3 separate regions of the Sus scrofa genome follow, and regions 1 and 3 are each linked to region 2. A link is a contact called in public Hi-C data. All regions are on one chromosome and are shown on one strand. Each heading gives the region's core, a stretch centred on a gene start, on an enhancer-like site or on the middle of the called end of the contact. The rest is flanking DNA. Distances are from core to core; before and after follow the strand shown.

The links. Hi-C and Micro-C count contacts between places; a contact is called where the count stands out from the background.
Region 1: a Hi-C map of retroperitoneal adipose tissue shows a contact between it and region 2, with 2.0 times the contacts expected there. The contact joins the promoter of PXDN here to the enhancer-like site in region 2. A contact is called at or near these places in 3 of 47 Hi-C or Micro-C datasets (heart right ventricle, retroperitoneal adipose tissue and skeletal muscle) and 1 of 2 datasets of contacts at active chromatin or transcription factors (skeletal muscle).
Region 3: a contact with region 2 is called in a Hi-C map of retroperitoneal adipose tissue, with 4 times the contacts expected there. The contact joins two enhancer-like sites. A contact is called at or near these places in 5 of 47 Hi-C or Micro-C datasets (embryonic fibroblasts, heart right ventricle, omental adipose tissue and 2 more) and 1 of 2 datasets of contacts at active chromatin or transcription factors (skeletal muscle).

Annotation. Positions count from the first base shown.
Region 1 is chr3:132,304,924-132,308,056 of Sscrofa11.1, forward strand. It overlaps PXDN (peroxidasin homolog), which reads left to right and starts at 1,365. Exons shown (of 22, transcript XM_005662789.3): 1 at 1,365-2,019. The coding sequence starts at 1,670.
Region 2 is chr3:132,376,513-132,380,039 of Sscrofa11.1, forward strand. No RefSeq gene overlaps it. Among named protein-coding and RNA genes, the nearest start is that of TPO, 31 kb to the right of the region's middle. Within about 2 kb of position 2,144, at least 8 of the 83 cell types and tissues checked have an H3K27ac peak or open chromatin away from gene starts, as enhancers often do. A contact at or near this core is called in retroperitoneal adipose tissue and skeletal muscle, where this site is marked.
Region 3 is chr3:132,278,132-132,281,403 of Sscrofa11.1, forward strand. All of the region lies in intron 20 of MYT1L (myelin transcription factor 1-like protein), which reads left to right. Among named protein-coding and RNA genes, the nearest start is that of PXDN, 27 kb to the right of the region's middle. Within about 2 kb of position 1,855, at least 27 of the 83 cell types and tissues checked have an H3K27ac peak or open chromatin away from gene starts, as enhancers often do. A contact at or near this core is called in retroperitoneal adipose tissue and skeletal muscle, where this site is marked.

The sequences.
Region 1 (3,133 bases), core at 115-2,614, 72 kb before region 2:
TGGCAGGTCCTAGTTTTAGAGGCAGGTCAGGGGACTAGGAACGCCCGCAGGAGGGCACGCTGAGACTCTGCAGAATTTCTTCTCCGGGAAACCTCAGTTCCTGCTCTTAAGACCTTGAACAGACTGGAGGAGGGACCCCTCCTCTCCTAGACAGCCGGTCGCAGACAGGAACCAACGTTAGTCTCACCTCCCAAGGCCTTTGGCACAGCACCGGGACTAGCGTGTGGCCTGTCACTGGGCCAATGGCCCAGCCAATGGACACATAAAATTAGCTGCCCGAGCTGACCTCGGGAGGCCCAGGTTGAGGTGTTGGGAGAGATGTGGCTTTTCCCACTTAAACCCGAGGGACCAGAGCCATTTGGACAGCGGAGTGGCCCAGTCGAAGCGGCACATTCTCTGTTGCTGCAGGGCTGGGGGGTGGAGCAGCGGACCTGCGGGCCCGAGGTATGAGAAACAGTTGGAGGGACACATGGGTGACCCAGAGGAAAAATGACATTTTCAGGGAGAGTAAGGTTTTGGGTTTCTGATATGCAAGGCTGAAATTCTTGGGGGTCCCCAGAGAAAAAGCAAAATGAGTGTGGCCCCGGGCGTGGGCTCTGGGGGAGACGCGGGACTGGCCAGTGTGCAGGACCCCCGGGGGGCGTGACTGGACGGCTACCCCACGTGGTGACTGGGGTGAGAACGTCTGTCATGGACGTGCAGCCTCCGGAGGGGTCTAGAACCAGACCCCCGCTCAGCCGCACCCAGATGCAGCCCCACCGACGTGCAGGAGCAGCTGTTTGCCGACAGGGTGGCAGGAGCGAGCCAGGTCACCTCAGCCCCACTGTGGCACTTCCGGTCACGCAACAGTGTGGGTGTCAGAACAGACCCAGGCGCCTCTGAGGCTGAGGCTTGGTGACTGTGTGGCTTTGACGTCCTCCACTGTCACCGCAGAGACTGGATCCTTGAGGAAAGTGCTGGGGTGAGGCTGTGAACACACACACACACACACACACACACACGCAGGTGGGGCCCCTCCTTCCCAGGGCTTCTGCTCCAGACAAGGCCCCCCTGGAAGAGGCCACAGGGGAGAAACCAAAGGTCCATGAGGGTCCACCTGGTCCAGCGCTGCCTCCTAACAGTCCTGGGGGCAGCAGTGCACAGCCCTGGGCAGTGACCAGGCCTCAGGGGCTCCGCCGGGGAGCCCGGCAGCCTGGCTCTAATCCTGCAGCAGAGTGTGTCTGTGTGTTAGACAGACAAGGAGAGCGGGGTGGGGGGGGGGAGACAGAGAGACGGAAAGAGAAACGGAGACAGAGAGAGATTAAGGGAGAGAGACAGAAAGAGATAGAGACAGAGAGAGATTAAGAGACAGAGATTAAGAGACAGAGAGACAGAGCAAGCCCTTGGAATCCTGCCTGGGACTTGCCGGCGCTCCCAACGTGTTTTATAAAAGGACAAAAACCCTCTCGCATAGTGCGGACACGGCGGCCAGAGGACGTGAAGCAAACTTGGCTTAGGCCCCAGATCGTGGGCGGAGACCTGGGATTGGAACTTGGGGGCCCAACCTGGCCTCCACACGGCACCCCAGGCAGCCCTGGGAAGGGGGCGCCGCAGCCGGACGCACGGCTGGAGGTCCTCGCCCCGCCCCGGCCCTTGGGGAGGTGGGGGTGGGAAGGGAGGAGCCGCGCGCATGTGCACAGCTGGCGCCCCCCGCCCCCCGCGCACAGCTGGGACGTGGGCCGCAGTTGGGCGGCGGGAGGGCGCAGTCCAGAGCCGGCAGCCGACGCGCCGGGCCCTCACGATCGGTCCGAGTGTCCGCGTGTCCTGCGCGCCGTGGGCCATGGCCGTGCACCCCGCGCGTCCCGCGCGCCCCTGCCTGCTGGCGCTTGTGATGTGCTGCTGCTGGGGGGTGCTGGCCGTGGTCGCCCAAAAGCCGGGCAACGGGTGTCCTAGCCGCTGCCTGTGCTTCCGCACCACCGTGCGCTGCATGCATTTGCTGCTGGAGGCCGTGCCCGCCGTGGCGCCGCAGACGTCCATCCTGTGAGTGCGGCGGGGCGCGGGGCCCCGAGGGGCAAGGCGCGCGGGAGGATCGAGGGCCGGGGTCCGGGGTCCGGGAGGGAGGATGGTGCGGCGGGGCCTTTGTCCGCCCTGGCCGGGGCACGGGGGGCGGACCTGAGCGCAGCGCGCGCCGCCTCTGGAGCCGCCTTTGTTCGGAGCTCGGAATCCCCGCTGGACGGGGAAGTTGTTGGGAGCAGGCGGGGGAAGCCCGGCCGCCCCGCCCGGCCCGGTCCTGCTCGCTGCCGTCCTCCGCTCGCCTTTGCCCCCTTCCCGCCCCTTTCCGGGCCCCTCTCCTCCCCGCGCCCCGCGCCCCCTCCTCCGCTTCCCCCCTCCTCTCCTCCCCCCTCCCCTCCTTCCCCTCCTCCCACTCGGCGGTTCCCGCTCCGGTTTCCCGGTCCTCCCTGGGCGCGGTACCCCCGCCCCCGCACTGGGGGAGCCTCCCGGGCGCATCCTCCGTGACCCACGGCGGCAGCGCCCCCACGTCCCCGCATCGGCCGGGGCGCGGGGAGCCTCCTGCCCGGGTAGTCGCGAGCCCTGCGGGGCGCACGGTTTTCTCTCGGGCTTGCTCTGCGCCGCGGGAGAGCGGGGCCGAGCTCCGGGAGCGGCCGCGGTGCGGGTCCCTCCCCGAGTTGTGGCGCGGCGCGGCTGGCCGGGGGGTGGACAGAGTCGGGGTCCGAGCGGGTTGGCGCCTGGGACCCATCGCCGCTCTTGTCGCCAGCCAGGGCGCGCCGCGGCGGTGCCATCGGAGAGTCGGCGCTCCAGTGGCACCGAGCATCGCGCTCTCGCCCGGCTAGAGGAGGTCGCCGGCCCGGGATGCCGCCGAGGGGCTGCAGGCCTCGAGCTGTTCGCCCGCGACTCGGATGAGAAATTTTCAGAATCTGAAAAGGCCGCCTGCGCTTCAGGCGCCGACCGTACCGAGCGTCCTGCAGCTGCCCTCTGAATGCCAAAAATAGTTTCCACTTTTCTTGGCTGAGCAGGAGTGCTTTTGGCACCACCGAGCAGCCTGCAAAAGTTGTAAAATCTTGAGTGAACTATTCAGGAAGTGGGCGGTCAGTGTTCCTACTTTTAAAACAAGGACGGACCACTCAGCTCTTGG
Region 2 (3,527 bases), core at 894-3,393:
CCACAAAGGGACGCTTTCATTCTTTTTCATGGCTGAGTGGTATTCCACTGTGTATGTGTACCGCATCTCCTGAAAGCAGTCCTCTGTCGACAGACACTTGGGTTGCGTCCATGTCTTGCTGTTGTGATGGTGCTGCAGTGACCCCTGGGGTGCACGTGTTTGTTCGGATATGCGATGACGGTCCCTGAGTGCAGAACAACCCTGAGGGACCCAGGCAGCTGGAGGGCAGTGTCGACACCCCACACGGCATACCTGAGGTTCGGCCACCAGCTAGGTGCTGGGGCTGAACCTGTGAGATAACGGACAGGTGAGGGAGGGGTGACTGCGGCCCCTCCCTTGGGGCCAGCCGTCCTCCCATCCCCCACCGCCTGGCTCCCAACCCCCAGCGGCCACCTGTCTCCTGCCCGCGGTGCTGGCCTCCTTGCAGCAACCAGAACGCTCCTTTAAAGCACCTGGCTTCTCTGCTTTCGTTCCCAGAACCTTCTGGAGATCTGTGAACCTTTGGGGAGGATACGCATGTTCTCTTGAAATCTCCTCCTAGGCCCCAGCTGGGGCCGCTTCTCCCGGGGACCCTCAGGGAGCGTCTGGGTCCCTGTAACCTCGAGGCTGGGCCAGCCCACCCGGTCTGCCAGACCCCACGGCCAGCTGACCCCGCCCTGAACAAGGCCAGCTGTGCCCCAGACAGTGGTGGTTCCCGTTTCTCTGCCTCGTTCTCCGGCCTGGGTCCTGAAAGCCTCCTGCCCACCTCCCAGGAGAACGTCGCCTCGAGCGGCCTTGAAGGGAGTTTGTTGGTGTCACTTAAATTGTCGCCTTTCATCATCGTGTGACAGCCCCCAGCCGTTCCATGCTGGGCTGCTCTGTGCTTCTGGCCAGCCTGGGGTTCTTGCTGGTGCTGGTGAACCGGGTCCGTCTACACCGATGTCTTGCAGTGTCGGTGCACAGGACCAGCTCCCGAGGCCCTGGGCTGCTGGGCAGTGGTCACCAGGCAGACCACGCTGGACTCGGCGCCCCCCAGAGGCCCGGCCCCCATCAGGGCGAGCGGCCGCCCTTGCGGACCCCGGGCCAGCGGGGGCCTGGCGGGTGACCCGAGAACAGCAGAGCCTCCCTCGGACGGGGAGCGGCTCTGAGACGCAGACTCCGCCAGCCCATGGCATTTCCTCATAAACGTCGGAAACACAACCGACAAATTCAAGTGGCCCTTTCAGACCCTGGCTGGCTCTGCAACGTGAGACCAGTGTCATTTACAAACCTTTAAAAACAGATGCCAGCGGGAGCTCACGGTAAAACCTTCTCACAAATTCTCGCCTTTCTGTCACAGATACGAGCTGCTGCCAAACTCAACATTCCACCCTCAGATTTTCCCCAAACCTTTGTTTTCTGGCTACAAATCATCGCTGTCTTAGCTCCTTCGCTGTCTCTGAATTTCTGTGGTTAGTACCAGCAATTGATGCTTTTGAAAGAAAAATGCTTTACAAATAATAACCTCCCCGCACCACCAGCCGTCCCCAGGCAGGTTGACCTAAACACCGTGCCTGAGCCAGGACAGGGGCCGGAGCGGCCGTCCCGCTGCAAGGAGGCTAATGGCCCCTCGGGCCCCTGAGTGTGGACGGGGCCCCTCGACTTGGGAGCCAAGGCTCTTCTGGCTGGAGGGCGGGGGTCCCGCCGTGGCGCACGAGTGACGGGGGACGGCCTGGGTTTGTGTGACAGGTGGTCCACGGAGGCCCGGTGGCGCAGTGGCCCGAGGAAACACCATACCGCTGAGCTGCCCGCCCACATCTCGAGGGCGAGCTTGCCCTGCTCAGCGGAATTTGGAAGGTCCTGTCTCGCCCACCTCTGACCGCGTGGGGTCACTGGGAACGCGCAGGGGACGCAGGACGAGGAGAGGCTGCCCCATGCTGGCCCCACCTCACTGTCGGGCGGCGCACTTGGAGCCGGTGCCAAGTTCCACTCGGCTGCTGGGATCAGAGCGCCGCTTCCTGGCCCCAAAATGACTTCCAGCAGCTGGAAGAAACCTAAATCCTTAGGTCTGCGGAAAAATCCCGAGGCGTGTTCTCCACCCTCTAAGAAAACAGGTTCCCACTTGTGTTTTAATGTGAACCGCGGGGCCGGTGTTGGGGGAGGTTTCTGGTTTCCCCAGATCAGTGGTGGGGCCTCTGAGGCAACGGGAACACGGCTGGCGGCCGTGGCCAGGCCTGCGGTGCAGCCGGCACAGGGCGCGAAAGCCCCACCATCTCCCACACAGCAGCCCTGCGGCGGGGCCAGAGCCCGAATCTAGGAGACGAGTGAACCCCACGCGGCAAGGCGGACCACCCGCCCCGGCACTGACCGACCGGGTGCAGCGCAGAGGGCCGGGTCCGAGGCCCTGGGGAGCCCTCCTGGGCGGTGGCGGGGGGGGTCCTGGCGCTTACTGATTTCAGCCTGACTTCAGCCAGCTCACAAACTTCCTGCATTTTAGGGGTGTAGGGGCCCCTCCTGCCCACCCTGCTGGATGGACCCCGGCTGCCAGCAACTGGCCTCTGCAACCCCAGGCCTGGCCCTCGGGCTCCTGCTGAGCAGACAGGCCCCTTCCTGTCTGTGACAAAGCCCGAGGGCCTCGTGAACAGAGTGGGTGTGGGTGTCCTGAGATGATGGGGTGACTTGTGCCACAGCCGTGGAACCAAGGGTGTGTCACATCACCTGGGCACGGGGCACGGACTGAAGCTTCAGACACCACGGCCTGGGTGGCGGGGAGAGGGTGGGTGGGGGACAGCGGGGACTCGGTCTGGACGAGCCTCGGGCGGATGCTGCACCCCCATCTCGCCCTCGAGCGAGCATCCCTGAAGGGAGCGGCCACTGCTTGGTGCACACGGGCCCTTTCAGCCCAGCCCCCTGCCTTAATCCCCAACCGTCTGAGCTTCGCAGGGTCAGAGAGGCGGCAACATGTGATCGGATTCTTCCAGGGCGGACAGGAGGCCTCCAGGGAGGGAGTCCTGAGAAATGTCACCCGGATTCTGGGCTTGAAATGCGCTCAGGCAGGTGCATTTCCTCTGTGCATGCGTCTCTGCCCCCGGCCTGGTGGGTCCTCCTGGAGCAGCGCAGACGGGCTTCCTGGAGCTCAGACGGGGCAGGAGCCACACGCCGACACGGCCCCGTCCACACAGACACACACCCTGGGCTCTGGAAGCCAGGCTGCAGGGGGACAGGTCTGAGGAGGTGGGGGAGGTGACGGACCCGCAGCGGGTTGAGCGGAGAGGCCACACTGCCCCCTGGCGCAGCCTCCTGGCTCCAGGAGAGACACCTGGGCTGATGCCCAGACGTGAGGTCATTCACCCAGAGCCTGACGGGCCATGTGATGAAGGCTGTGGTCACCTCCTCCCTCCTCCCAGGCCATGAGCGGGCGGAGGAGCCTCTAGGGCCGCTGGACGTGCGCCATGGCCGCTGTGCTGACCACGGTCCTTGGCGTCTCCAACCTTGGAAGCACACAGGCTGCTCCGCGGGCATCGAGAGGACGAAGGACAGCCTGGCCCCCGCCTGCCTTTCTCTTTTTT
Region 3 (3,272 bases), core at 605-3,104, 99 kb before region 2:
GTCCTTTTTGAAATCGGTCCTCTCATTTGGTTTGAGCTAGGATGGGCTCGCTGCCTTAACAAATCCACCCCAAACTGGCAGCAGAGAATAGAAGCTTATTCTTGCTCATATGACAGAACTGGATGAGCGGACAGGAGAGGAGCGCCTTGACTTCATTCCGCAGGCAGAGGAGAAAGAGCTGAGGAGGATCCACCCAGAGATGGAGAAGCTCACATCACATCCCTCACAACCCAGGGTGGAACCTGGTCCATAGCATCACCTTGTGCAAGGGAAGCTGGGAAATGTAGTCTTTGGGATGCTGGGAAATGTAGTCCACAAAGGATGCGGGGCAGTGTAGTCCTCTGGGATGCTGGGCAATGTGGTCCTTGGGACCCTGGGAAATGCAGTCTACATGGCATGCTGGGAAATGTAGTCCAATGACATGCTGGAAACTGTAGTCTTTGGGAGCCTGTGGAGAAGAGAAAGCCTTTATGCATCTGCCTTTCTGTGATGTTGAGAAGCCATAGTTTTTACCCAACCTACATAACAGGCAACTGAGCACCTTGAGATCTGCAAAGCTCCCATTTTAGAGATGGGAACAGTGCCAGTAAGGAGAAAGCTGGGACTCAGCCAAGGACTGCCAGGGGGATTTGTCCATGGACCACCTGCATCTCACTATGTCTGTCTGCCGGGACGCCTGCAAGTCCAGGCACAGGGCTGCTGTTGCAGGACAGGAACTGAAGCACCACAGAAGCAACCTGTCCCCCAGGTCTCGTGGGTGGACCTTCGAGAGGGAGTAAAGCAGGCAGACCTCTCCCCAGCCAGCCATCCCACCAGGAGGTACGCCCTCTGCTCTTGGCCTCCGCAGACAGGTCCGTGTCTGCCCGTAAGCGTGGAGCTTCCTCCCAGGCTGAGACTGTGGCCTCGCTCACTAAAGCCACACGTGGACAGAGGACACTAAAGCAGCCTTATTGTTCTTAACTCAAGACTGGCTGATATGAACCCAGATTCCACACCGCAGTCCAGGAACTGTGACCGGGCAGCTACCAGCCCTGCAGCTGCTGCCTCCTGGACATTCACCTTTTCCACCGGGATGGCCTGCACCCCTGCCTGCCCTGGCCAGAGGGCGGAGGGCCAGGAGTGGGCCTGGCCGCCCAGACCTGGCGGTGGCTTTTTTTTTTTTTTTTGACAAAAGCATATGAGAAACATCGTCCTTCCCTTTACGCCCCAAGAGGAAATGCCTCCTACAGTTGGGGTTTCTCTGTGACCTGCAGGAGGTGAGGGGGCCGAGGGAGGAGGCGGCTCCTCCAAAGCATCGATGCTGCGATGCTGCAGGTGGAGAATGTGCTTGTTCAGAGCAGCCCGCACGTGGGTTTGGTGTGTCTGCAGGACCCCTGCTCCCGGGGAACGAGCCGCGCACCATCTCGGTCTGCAGTCCCACAGAATCCGTGCTCAGAGAAAGCCTGGAAACAGAGGATGAGGTCGAAGTTCCCCTAAGCAGCAGAGCAGTGCACTTGGTGCTAAAGCCGGTTCCCCAGGAGTTTCTTACTTTCCTGCCAGTGGACATCACACAGCCCCATGTTTTTTAGCCTCACCCCCTGGAAATATTTGCTAGTGAACGATTTTCGGCAGTGATGTTCTCCTGAAGGAAGCGCCCCTCGGTGCGGGTCCTGATAAAATGCTGGGCGTCCTCCTTCTGCCCACTTCCCAGGCCCTTGGCGGTGTTTGCCTGGAGCCGTCTCTGGAATTCCTGGTGGAACCGGTGCCAGACGTCTGGGGCCCACCTAGCAGGCAACTGGTGCAGAGACGGGTTAACTGTTTGCTGCCCAGAGTCTGGACTCTGTGGCCTTTTTCCAGCCCACACTCAGAGCAAGCTGGTTTTAATTAGGGACGTTTGTTTCCATAAGGGCCCCCTGGGGCTCCGCTTCCAAACTCCAGCCTCCACACCGAGACCACCGGGGTCACTCCTGACTTGACTCAGGGCAAGGACTGGACCAGCGAGGACCCCGGGCGCCCAGGGCCACCCCCTTCCCCGAGGGAGGTGGGCACGGGCCGCCGCTAGATGGCACTGCGCCCTCGCCGAGGACTCCCGCCGAGCGCTGGGCACGGGCCGCCGCTAGATGGCGCTGCGCCCTGGCCGGGGACTCCCGCTGAGCCTGGCAGGCCTGCTCCAGACGCTTCCAAATTTGACCCACGCTGGGTGCAGTCACTGGATCGGAATGGCAGGAACACGGTGCGGGCGTGTTCGCACAAAACGCACCCCGCCGTGGGTCTGTCTCTGTCTCCTAATTTAGTCCATCCCGGCTGGCAGTTAGTTCCCTGGGAAGTAAGAGCATCAGCCTCAGACTGAAGTCTGGTTCTGACTCTCAGGCTGGGTTGACCCTTTCCAGGTCCTGGTCTGGGCACCAGCAGCCTGGTCTCGTGGAGACGCCTGAGTCCCTCACTCCGCTGGCTTCTGTGTGGCCGAGCTTCCTTGTGGCTGCTGTCCAGCCTCACACTGTCCTCCTTCTCTTTCACGTGGGCAAGCGACCCGGTGTGCACAGCATTCAGCTCCAAACATCCCGGAGCAACGGGACACACCTGGCCCCCGAGCAGCAGGCCTCAGGGCCGACAGCCCCGCTGGGTACAAACAGGAGGCAGACGCCTGGTGCCGCCCCCCTGCCCCGCCTCTGGAACATAGAAGCTTCGTGAGCAAGCCCAGACCCCGGCCGGGTTCGGGGAAGGGCGCGGGTATGGTGGTCACTCAGCCTCTGGGGAGTCCAGCGTGGTCACCAGAGGCAAACATCTCGTCTGTCAACAGCTCTGAGCTTCCTTGTGAAGAACAGTGAAAACACCTGCTGTACAAAGATTCGCCCTCCTCCTGAACAGCTAAAAGCCGTGGCAGAAAATGTGTCGAAGCTCAGCCAGGCAGAAGCCGGCGGAGTGAGGGACTCGGTGGCTCCACGCCACCTGGCTGGAGGTGCCCAAACCAGGCTGCGCAGCAGGACGCCCTGCAGACAGTTTAACCTGGAAAAGTGTCTGGAGAGATGCTCAGAAACCTCGTGGCATCGCTGCAGACGTCACGGGACGTCCCCTTTCACAGACGCTGCCTGGGACCACGCAGTGCACGCGCCGCCGGCCGGGGGGCAGATACAGGCGCAGATAATAGACCAGCAGCCTCTCTGCCTGCGGGCAGAGTCTGCGTAGCCCGAATGAGCGCACGAAGTACAGAGCGGGGTCTTGGTGTGACTCTCGGGAAGTATCGTACATCGTATGGGTTTTCCTTCCACCTGCGCATGCGGCGCCCTGCACGC